3 separate regions of the Macaca mulatta genome follow, and regions 1 and 2 are each linked to region 3. Evidence: chromatin contacts called from public Hi-C data. All regions are on one chromosome and are shown on one strand. Each heading gives the region's core, a stretch centred on a gene start, on an enhancer-like site or on the middle of the called end of the contact. The rest is flanking DNA. Distances are from core to core; before and after follow the strand shown.

Evidence for each region. A called contact is a pair of places that touch in the nucleus more often than the background predicts.
Region 1: a Hi-C map of fetal cortex germinal zone shows a contact between it and region 3, with 3 times the contacts expected there. The contact joins the promoter of LRIG2 here to the promoter of SLC16A1 in region 3. A contact is called at or near these places in 2 of 14 Hi-C or Micro-C datasets (fetal cortex germinal zone and fetal cortical plate).
Region 2: a Hi-C map of fetal cortex germinal zone shows a contact between it and region 3, with 2.4 times the contacts expected there. The contact joins the promoter of PPM1J here to the promoter of SLC16A1 in region 3. A contact is called at or near these places in 2 of 14 Hi-C or Micro-C datasets (fetal cortex germinal zone and liver).

The regions. Positions count from the first base shown.
Region 1 is chr1:127,185,268-127,189,011 of T2T-MMU8v2.0, reverse strand. It overlaps LRIG2 (leucine rich repeats and immunoglobulin like domains 2), which reads left to right and starts at 1,502. Exons shown (of 19, transcript XM_077950988.1): 1 at 1,502-1,951; 2 at 2,434-2,535.
Region 2 is chr1:127,541,618-127,545,046 of T2T-MMU8v2.0, reverse strand. PPM1J (protein phosphatase, Mg2+/Mn2+ dependent 1J) reads right to left here and starts at 1,466. Exons shown (of 10, transcript XM_015148456.3): 1 at 1-1,466.
Region 3 is chr1:127,313,899-127,317,479 of T2T-MMU8v2.0, reverse strand. SLC16A1 (solute carrier family 16 member 1) reads right to left here and starts at 1,289. Exons shown (of 5, transcript NM_001257704.1): 1 at 1,081-1,289. LOC107000324 (a long non-coding RNA gene) reads left to right here and starts at 1,452. Exons shown (of 4, transcript XR_001447383.3): 1 at 1,452-2,004.

The sequences.
Region 1 (3,744 bases), core at 253-2,752, 130 kb after region 3:
TGAGGCTGAGGCAGGAGAATCGCTTAATCCGGGAGGCGGAGGTTGCAGTGAACCACTTATTGGGGAGGATACAGGCTAGAAAGCATTAATTTCTAATGGCCCCATTTGGTATAGTTTCATAGGAAAGCTCTGAAACTATAATGCAGAAAGGAACTAAACTGCCTCCTTTTTTTTTTTTTTTTTGGTGGGGTTCCTGCCTGTGCTGGATTTCTTACCAGAGTTTGTTAAGTCTGCTCAACAGCTAAGGGAAGGAGGTTAAGAGTACGTTTCATTCTGCTGTCTTGGCTTTAAATGTTTGGTTTGGGCTGGAGCATTGGATATGGCCTTGTTTCCAATAGATACTTCAATATTAAAAAAAAAAAAACAGAAAAAGGTTTTTAAAAACATAATTATGACTCCATAATCTGCCATGGCAAAGATTGCTTTCAGTTACTTTCTAAGAGAACCCTAATCTAGGCATTATCATTCTTTTTAACCTGCTCAGATTTTCAATTTATGTCAGAAAACCCATGTTAATGTCGAACCTGCCCCTGCCTCAGAGTAACCTGGTTTAATCTCTTTGGGCTTGTTTCATCATCAGCAATAATTGTCTTGCCAATGTCACTGTCATTGAAGGAGCAAACAAGGTAACAGAGCAAATGCCCTTTGAAAAGTTCCCTACATATAAGTGAACCATTACTATTATTCTCAAAGTCTTAAGGTGGTCAGACTTCACTGTTCCTAGTAAGTTTTCCATAGCCTCTGCTTTAGGAGAAATAAATTTCCTCACATCCAGTCTTTGCTTTGTTGACTGCTCAACACCCTCTTTACTTGTCTCGCTTGCTTTTCTGAGAGTGACCATGACAGCATCCCTCCAAACAGAAGGGTGTTTCCCTTATATAGACAAGCAGGTGCAGTCCCACCAAAATTTATTGAACTCCAAGCTAGATCAAAAGGTGGAGGCGCACCGATGAAGAAACGGAGCCTCTGTTTTCAGGAGCTTACACGGCCATTAACAGAGTGATACTGATCACATGCAAGTGGGAGTTGCCGCCTACTTGCAGAAGAGCAGGGGCTACAGTCAAGCAGCAGAGGGCAGAAGAGACTCGAGCTCGGCTCTGGAGGACGAGCTGGCCAAAGCCAGGATAGAAACTCCCGTGACTCATTCGTGTCTGCGACTTGGAAGGTAGCCCTTCTGCCACTCCGCTTTCTTAAAGCCCAGAGCAAATAAAAGATCCTTTTCTACAACTATAGTAGATAGACCTGTAGTCAGGACTTTGAACTCACAGCGATTTGCCGCACCATTCCCTCTTAAGGAACTACTGCGCCCTGCAGCGGAAGAACAGCGGCGGAATTCCACAGCGACACCTAAAGTCCCTGAACACCTTAAAGTCCTCCTCCTAAAGAATCTCGGCTGCGTCTGGCCCCGCCCCTCACTCAGTTCCGCCCCGGACGCAACCTCGTCTTATGGCACCGATTGGCTGACCCCTGTGCGTGAGGGCGTAGCGTCGTGGGGCGGGGCGGAGGAGCCCCGTCAGGCCTCAGCGGTGTGTCCCAGGCCGTCGCCCCCGCTGTCGCGCTGCATCTGCTCCTTGCATGCCTTTAGATGGTACAGCCCTCAGCCGGGGCTTGGGGAGACAGTGCAGCCGCTGAGCATCTCTGCTGAGCTTCTCCGCCGATCCTCCTTTTCTAGCAGGCAGCTCATCTAGGCCAGGTCCAGGTCGAGGGGGAAAATGGCGCCCGCGCCCCTAGGCATCCCGGAGGAGCAGTTGCTGGGGTGTCGATCTGGATTGCTTTCCCGGTTACTCTTCCTCGCCCAGAGCGCTCTCCTCCTGTTGCCCGCCGCCGGAGCAGGTCTCTGCCCCGCGCCCTGCTCCTGCCGCATTCCTCTCCTGGACTGCAGTCGCAGGAAACTGCCCGCACCGAGCTGGAGGGCGCTGTCGGGCCTGCTGCCCCCCGACACCGCTATCCTGTGAGTAGAGTGGCCAGGCAGAGTGACCAAAAGGAGGGGGAGCTTTCCTTCCATAGGGGCAGGCAGGAGGGAGACAGGCCTGTCTGGTGGGAGGGCGTGGTCGAGAGCCTAAGCCCTGAAGGAAACTGCCCTCAGGATGTTATGAACTTTGTTTTAGGTGGTGGTAGCCTGAAAAAGCCGGTGTTAAGGTTTCTGGAGACATTTATGATGAAGACCAGAGTTAAGATTCTTGGGGCCAAGGAGTCTGTGATTTCCTCAGTTGGGGAGGAATTGGGGCGGGGATATTTAATGATAAGGACTCACGGGTCCTGGGCACCAGCATGGACTTTGGATGGTTGGTGGGGGTGGGTTGAGCACGGAACAGTGCTTTCTGCTTACTTTGAGCTGCATTATTTGGTGTGTACCTCAGACTTAGTGGTCCTCAGGCACGTGATTTTATAACCATGATCTCCAAAGACCTATGAACTGTCTTTTGTCCTTAGTTCGCATGTTGGCTGATTTTGTGCTGCAGTTTTGATACTTAACAGGGTTGAAAAGTTCATTATGATGAATCAGGAGATCCTGTACTAATTCAGAACATCTTTGTAAGTAGCATTCTTGATCTAATTTAAACTTAACTGTAAAGAGGAGTATTTTTTCCAAAACCATTTGATGCCTTGTTTTCAGGCATCTTCTTGTGGCAAATAACCCAAAAATCAGTTCTGTTTATTTATGTATGTAAAGCAGGTACAACGGTTGAATGCATTCTGGAGTCTCCACTGTTGAGTTTTCACTTTGACAGGTCTTTATTAGACAGTGGAACTTGGAGGGCTCCTCAGTCTGAGTCAGCCTGGGTATTAGGAACAACGGCAGATATTAAATGTTGCAATTATGGGGCCTCTTAACCACTAACATACAGTTATTTCTCGTCACTAACTGAGCAACACGTTTATTAACTGACAGATTTCTGATGGAGTCGTTAAGAGTCATCACTGGGCCAGGCCCGGTGGCTCACCGCAACCTCTGCTTCCTGGGTTCAAGCAATTCTCTGCCTCAGCCTCCCAATAGGTTAGCACAGATAGGAAAGAAAGCTACCTCATATAGTCATTGAGAAAATTAACATAAATAACCAAATGTTTTAGTAAACATAGAACTGCAGTGCCAATAAGATGCTTTCTGTCTTATGGTAGTGACACCTGTAGTCAATTCTGGTTTTATTGACTCAAATTTAAAAACTCGTATCAGTGTGCAGTGTAGTCTGAGTTAAACCTAGCGCAGACTCTTTGTTATGCAGCAAGTGCCTTTTTCTAAGACATTCTTGGAAGAGCTACGTGATTATAACAATAAATCTGGCACAGATTTGACAAAACAATTCATTTAGCTGTAATTGCAATGAATGTGGCCTACTTTTTTTGTTTTTTTTTTTGAGATGGAGCCTCGCTCTTGTTGCCCAGGCTGGAGTGCAATGGCGTGACCTTCGCTCACCGCAACCTCTGCTTCCTGGGTTCAAGCAATTCTCTGCCTCAGCCTCCCAAGCAGCTGGGATTACAGGCATGCGCTACCATGCCTGGCTAATTTTTTGTATTTTTAGTAGAGGTGGGGTTTCACCATGTTGGCCAGGCTGGTCTTAAACTCCTGATGTCAGGTGATCCACCCACCTCAGCCTCCCAAAGTGCTGGGGTTACAGGTGTGAGCCACCAAGCCTGACCTGGCCTACTTTTTTTTTTTTTTTTTTTTTGAAAGAGTCTTGCTCTGTCACCCAGACTGGAGTTGCAGTGGCACGATCTCGGCTCACTGCAGCCTCTGCCTCCCGG
Region 2 (3,429 bases), core at 217-2,716, 230 kb before region 3:
CCCCGCCTCCGTTTCTTAGGGGTAGGTTCTGTTGCTGTGGGAAGGGGGCGGAGAGAAGGAAACCTTATTTCAGCCGTGCGCTAGATTAGACATCAGCTAGAACGTCTCCATTGTGACAGGGGCTGAGGGACAAGGGGGTGCGGTCTCCTCGCTCTTGGTTCGGTGTGGCCAGCCTGCCCAGAGAGCCATGGAGCTAATGACCTCAGAGCAAAATAGGAGCTTCGGAGCCGCTGGTATGAGGCGCCAGGTGTGACACCACCTCTGGATGGGGCTGCTGGAGCGAGAGCGGGCAAGCTGGTACCGGGTGGGGGTGCGGGGATAATAACCAGGCTGCAGCCGACCACCCCGGAATCAGGAGCCGGGGTAGATTCCTGGGCTCCTGATGCGCTGTTCCCCATGAAGACCACCTCTAGATCCCTCTAGAGGGATCTAGAGGGTGCCACTCCCACCCTCCTTTCTCTCTCAGAACCCAGGTCTTTCCCACAATGTAGACCTTCCCTGATCACAGCAGGACTAGCTATTAATAGGATAAAAACAACATAACAAATACTATTTGTTGAAGACGTACTGCCTACTAGGCTCTTTATAAAGCACGTTCCATACATTATTAGGTTATTTATCCTGCACACCAATCCTTCAAGGTGGGTTTTTTTCTATCAGTTTCATGGATGAGGCAGGACCGGACGCTTCTTGTCATTTTACCGTGACTTGCCCCAAGAGGTCACACAGTCAGTGAAAGATTCACACCTATGTCTGCCTCCTGCCATTCAAACCTGCTCTGTCTTAAGAAGCAAGCTTAGTTCTCCGGATCAGGGAGGAAGGGCTAGAAAAGAGATCAATGGCAGAGAGAGGAGTGGGGGTTCCTCCCCTCCCATCCTTCTCTTGGGGCCAGGGCTGAGAGCTGTCCGGGAATGCTAAGCAAGTTCTATGTCTGCCGCCAGGGGGAGACAGAGGCCAGGCTAAGCCTTTGTCTAAGAAGAGTAAAAGCCCACTCGCTGGAAGACCAGGACCGAGCCCAGCGACTGGTTGGCTGCCTGTTCTTCCTAATTTCTCCCCTCTAGGAGAGGGTGATACTGACCTGATGCCACAAGAGCTCTGTCTCTAAATCTCCTATCAGAAAGTTGATCACTGGGTATCCACAGACACCACCCACCCACACATCTCAAATGGGGACAAGGCTGTTGTGGCCATGGTGAAAGTTGGAGGTAGCCATTAGGGACTACTACATCCAGTTCACGGCTGGAACTTTTCTGGGCTCTGTCGGCCATGTGTTTCCTGACCACATCCCACTCTGTTCCCCAGGCTAAACTGTGTCCCCAGAAGGGATGACTTTCTTGGCATCTTCCAAATAAAGATCCCACAGTGGTCATTCAGGTTGGTAGACTTACTGTGCCTGCTATGTTGCACCTGAGCTTTGGGCAGACAGCCAGAGGAAAAGAAGTCACAGGAGAGAAAAAAAAAAACAAAAAACAGACCCCAAGGCAAACAGAGCAGCAAAGGCAGACAGGGACAAAGAACAACCTGCTTCTATAGGTTTTCCCCTGCTATTTGAGAAAAACTGAAACCAACTCTCAGATAAATAACAGCAGCAGCAAGCCAGCAACTGAAGAAACAAATATAACTCCTGGTTGTTTTTTATTATTCAGTGTTTCTGGGACAGTTTACTTACCGCTTCTTGGTGTCACCCAGCTTCCTATTCCCTGCCCTTTCTAGCACCATGGTGTGGCTGCAAGAGGTCCGCAGAGGTAAGCCCAGAGACCCCCCAGCCCCAGCACCAGATGACCAGCAGGGGATGACAGCTCCCTGCAGCTCCAGAACAGCCCCCAGCCATGGCCTCATCCTAAGGCTCCCCTCTCTCTGAACCTCTCACCTCCTATTCCTGACATCATTATGCCTCCTCCATCCTCAGACTGTCCCAGAACCTGGTGAGGTTATCACCTCTACTCATCCCTCAGGCAGCGGAAAGTGAGAGGGAAAAGGGGGTGGGGTACGAAGAAGCAGACTTGTGGGATGTTTTTCTCTGTGAAGAGCGAGACTCTGCTCAGTGACTGGCCCTGCCGGGGGAGCGTGAAGCTTGAGCCAAGGAGGGGGACTGGACAGCCTCAAGACAGGCCCCTTTATCTCAGGCCACGTTGGTGGCTCAGGGCCCAGAACTGGTCATCTTCTGTCTTGTCTCTCCCCTTCACATCACCCCAAACCCAAAGGCCTCTTAAACTAAGAGGAAAGTTCCTTCCAATTCACAGAACACAACTCCCTCTCATTTGTCTAATACTTTCGCATCCAGAATAGATCCCTGTAAAGAATTATTCAGTTGCAATTAATTACATTACAATTTTTCTGATAAAGAAACTGGGTCTCAGGCCAGGAGTCGTGGCTCACGCCTGTAATCCCAGCACTTTGGGAGGCCATGGTGGATGGATCAGTTGAGTCCAGGAGTTCAAGACCAGCCTGGGCAACATAGCAAAACCCTGTCTCTACAAAAAATACAAAAAATAAACCCTGGCTTGGTAGTGCACTACAGACTACGCCTATAGTCCCAGCTACTCAGTAGGATGACATGGGAGAATCATTTGAGCCCAGGAGGTGGAGATTACAATGAACCAAGATCTGGGTGACAGAGTGATGAGACCCTGGCCCCCCACAAAAAATAAAAATAAAAAAGAAAGGAAAAAGAATGAAAGAAGGAAGGAAGGAAAGAAGGAAGGAAAGAAGGAAAGTAGGAAGGAAGGAAGGAAGAAAGGAAGGAAGGGAAACAAGAAACTAGGTCTCAGAGTTTAGTTCCCATGTTGGTATTCACAGTTATCATCCATAGGGACCATTCATAGCCTACTACTGTCCTCCTGCCTAATGCCCACGCCCTTATACTTCCTCTAGCCCTCCCAGCCCCTGAGAGCACCACTCCTGGGAGAGGAAGAGATATTCACTATCCCTCCTAAATATCAATCTAGAAGAGTGCTGTCGAACAGAACTTTGCGCATTGACGGGAATGTTCTACATCGGCTCTGTCCAATACAGCAGTCCCTATCTTCGTGTGGCTATTGAGCATTTGAAATATGGTGCATGCTAATGAGGAACTGAATTTTGAGTTTTATTTAATTAATTTAGATTTAAATTTAAATATCAATATGCCACTAGTGGCTACAGTCTTGGACAATGCAGTTCTGCAATCTTCAAAGCTCAAAAACCCTGAGGGTATAGTCAATCACTCGTCACTCCCAGCTCCTTTTCCCCCAGCACCTCCAGCTCCCCTGAGCCAGGGCACTGAGGGCCACGAGACCTTGAGGGTTTTGAGGGACCTCCTCTGAGTTGCCTGGCCTGCACCAGGGAGGTGTCCAACCGCACTGAACTTGCGGGGGCCGGATGTCCTCTCTCCCTTCCTCTTGCCCTCGGCCGCCAGGGGCCGCTGCGTCCCGGCTGTGCCCATCCGCT
Region 3 (3,581 bases), core at 40-2,539:
GGCATCACCTCACTGGGCTGGTGGTTGAGATAAAAAAATTGTTGAAACCAGAGTAATTTTTGGAAAAAAAAAAATCAAAACAAGTTATAGTAAGTTACAGTAAATAAAGTAGCGAGTAAACATTTCACTGTTATCAGTAGCAGCCCAGTTTCTAATCAGCCACTGGAAACCCAAGGAAAGACTAAAGTAGTAACAAGTTTGTCTCCTGGTTTAGATTAATTACAAACTAGTTTTTGGCAACTGCTTGTTCCATCAAATATGTCACGACAAAGTAATAAAATGTTAAAACGCATGCTGGAAAAAAAAAAAAAAGACGTACTTGGAACAAAAAGCTTGCATCGGACCAAGTGTAAACGCTATCCTCCAGATTTCTCTCAACAGGGCCGCCTTAAGTCCATGAGTAGAAGGGTGCTGCGGCGGACCCTGGCAGCCACAGGTTGAATGACAAAGAGCCCCCGTCAGCACCACTCCCAGAAGTCTGCGGGCTGCCCCGTCCCCTCCGCAAAGTCTACTCGAACCCTGCAGTCACGCCTTGGCTGTGGGGAATGCGGCTCTCCGCATCACTCTCGCAAGTCACCACGTGGGGCAAGGATCGGTCGGCCAAGAAGGTTGGGGCGGACAATGTCACGAGTCATAAATAATTCCTGCCCCGAGTCCCTTCCCTTGGAACAGAAGCGGCCAGGAGAGTCTGGAGGTACCACATGAAGCAGCCTCATGTTATCCCTTTTCCAGATCAAAGCGTCTCTGGAGGAGCCTATTGAAGACTTAGAGGGGAAGGGGACTTCCCCAACGTCACCGGGCACTACGACCCAACTCCTCGGCCAGGCCAGGGGCCGGCATATGACCACGAGGCCCGCGGCTCGGCTGAGAGAGGCGCTGTCCCCAGCGCCTCAAGGTCTCCTTCACCAGCACTGCAGTCCGAGGCCACGCGACTGCCTGTGACCACGATGCCCTCTGCTGGGCCGCCTCCCTCCCCCGGAGACAAAGTCTCCCAACCCCGGAGGTCCCCTCCGACCCCACCAGGGAAGCGAGGGCACCGTGGGGTCCGCGCCGCGTGCCGCCGGCTGTTACCCCACTAACCGTTATAAGCGCGGATCGCAGCGCCGAGCGTGTGCGTGACGTGGTGGCGCGGGCTGGAGTTCCACCGGGCCCAGGGTCCGACTCCCGTCCTTCGCTCGCTGCCTCGTTTACTAGTTCCAGCACCTACGCAGCCATCCAGTCACGTAGCAGCTCACCACTTTGTCTGGTCCGGCCGGCGAGGCTGCCTTATAACCCGCCGGGGCCCGAGCATGCGCACAGGGGGCGGAGTCGTTTCTCCCGGCCGCCGCCCCCTCCCCGCCACACAGACAGCCGAACTGCAGCCCGCATCTCCACACGCTCTCAGCCGCGCGCGCCCTCTAGCTCGCCCGCGCGCGCCGGCGCCCCCCTCCCCGCCACGTGACCGGCGTCCCAGTCCGACCCGCGCGCTGCGCCCCTGCAGAGCGACGCGGAGCTACCGCACCCTTCCAGACTCGCCCGTTGGTCCTTGTCTGACGAGCTCTAAGCAACCTGCCCTCCTTCGGAACACAAATGTCGGTCTCACCCCTCAGTTTCTGCCAGAGAAATAGGAAAAGTCACCTAGAGGCCTGACCCTGACGGGTGGGGGGAGACGAGCGCGCGGAGTAGCGGGAAGCGTCTGAGGAGCGGGGACTGGGCAGCGTTTGAATGGATGCGGGTGCCGCTGGCACCCGGGAAGACGCCGGGGGCCGGCGCTGTGGAGCCGGGCACGGGCTGGGATGTGTTTGGATTCCAATCCGGGCCTGACACCAGTTGAGTGACCTCGGAAAGTTCCCCAACCCTCCGGGCCTGTTTCCTCCCTCTGAAGTGGCGACAGTAATAGAACTGACCCCGTAGGCTCATCGGGAGGCCCTGAAGGGGGAACCCATGCAACTTGCCACCGCAGAGCCAGGCCCGCGGCGGTTGGCGCCTGGTGGGTATTAAAGACGAGTCGGGAAAGAAGAGCAGGTAAGAGGGCGGGGAGACTGGCCGGTGGGTTGGGTTGTGCACCTCGGCCACGTGGAGAAGCGAGAATGCAGGGGCCGGACGCCTATGGACGATGCGTGTGTGGGGCCGGATAGAATCGTGGCAGGCGGCGCTGGGGCTGATGCGCCTCACCCGGATTAGCCTCTGTAATCCTCACAGCCCTGTGAAGCGGGCGCTGCCGTGAACATTTTGTAAAAAGGGACCCGAGGCTCAGAGAGGTGAAGTAACTTTCCAGACGGCCCAGCTTGTCAGCGGCCAGCATTTGAAGTCACACCCCAGAGTCTGTTTTTATCGTAATAGCCGCTTTGACCGGATAACCAACGTGTGTGTGTTGAAGTGATTAGATGACCATGGAGTGTCTCTGATGTCCAGGACTTTTGAGAAATACTGAAAAAGTATGAGGCAAGGCCCCTGCCTTCAAAGAGCTTGCAAGTTTTTGGGGGAGACTGTGTCAGGCACAAATTAACCAACATCTGTTGAGCACTTACTGCTTGCCAGAACCCTGCCCTTCCCTCGTGTCTTCCTCCCTTCCAGGACTCACCCCCTCACTTACCCTCCCCCTCAATTCTCATAGCAACCCGGGGAGGTAGGCCTTATGGTTTCTGTTTTGCAAATGAAGAGCTTGAGATTGAAGAAGAGTACAGATTGGAAGATCAGGTCCTGAGAGGTCCTATGTGCTTTCCGATAACAGTTCAGTGTGTTAGAAAACAGTATGGCATCCACGGCCGAGTACTACTAGTAATACAGTAATTGCTTTTTACATTTACATAAACACGGAGAAAGGAAAGGCATTTCGGGTCATCGGGGCAGCCAGGACTTACAAGAGCAGTGCTAGGGTGGCAGCAGCATTCAGGTAGATGGTAAGCAGAATTAAGTTAGAGAGAGAGGATCCTGAGTCTGATTTAGATGTACATTTATAAGGCCCTGTTCTATGGAATGTAGTGAGAAGTGGTTAAATAAGATGAATCCCAGGAAACCTCAAAAGTAGGCTTATAGAGCCCCATAAGGTGGTAGATTGACAATACAGACCTGAGAGCCAGATCTGTTGGGTTCCAGATTTGATTCTTGCACTTACCAGCTCTATGTCCTCAGGCAAGTCATTTTACCTTTCCAAGCCTGACTCCCAACTCTGTAAAACAAGGATAATACCTACCTCAGGGTTATTATGATAATAAAACTAGTATTTATTGCAGGCCGGCGTGGTGGCTCAAGCCTGTAATCCCAGCACTTTGGGAGGCTGAGGTGGGCGGATCAATTGAGGCCAGGATTTTGAGACCAGCCTGGCCAACATGGTGAAACCCTGCCAATACTAAAAATACAAAAATTAGCCATGCGTAGTGGCACACGCCTGTAGTACCAGCTACTCAGGAAGTTGAGACAGGAGAATTGTTTGAACCTGTGAGGCAGAGATTGCAGTGAGCCAAGATCTCACCATTGTACTCCAGCCTGGGCAACAGAGTGAGATTCCATCTCAAAAAAAAAAAATGAGGTAGGCAGGTCATGAGGTCAGGAGTTCGAGACCAGCCTGGCTAATATGGTGAAACCCTGTCTCTGCTTAA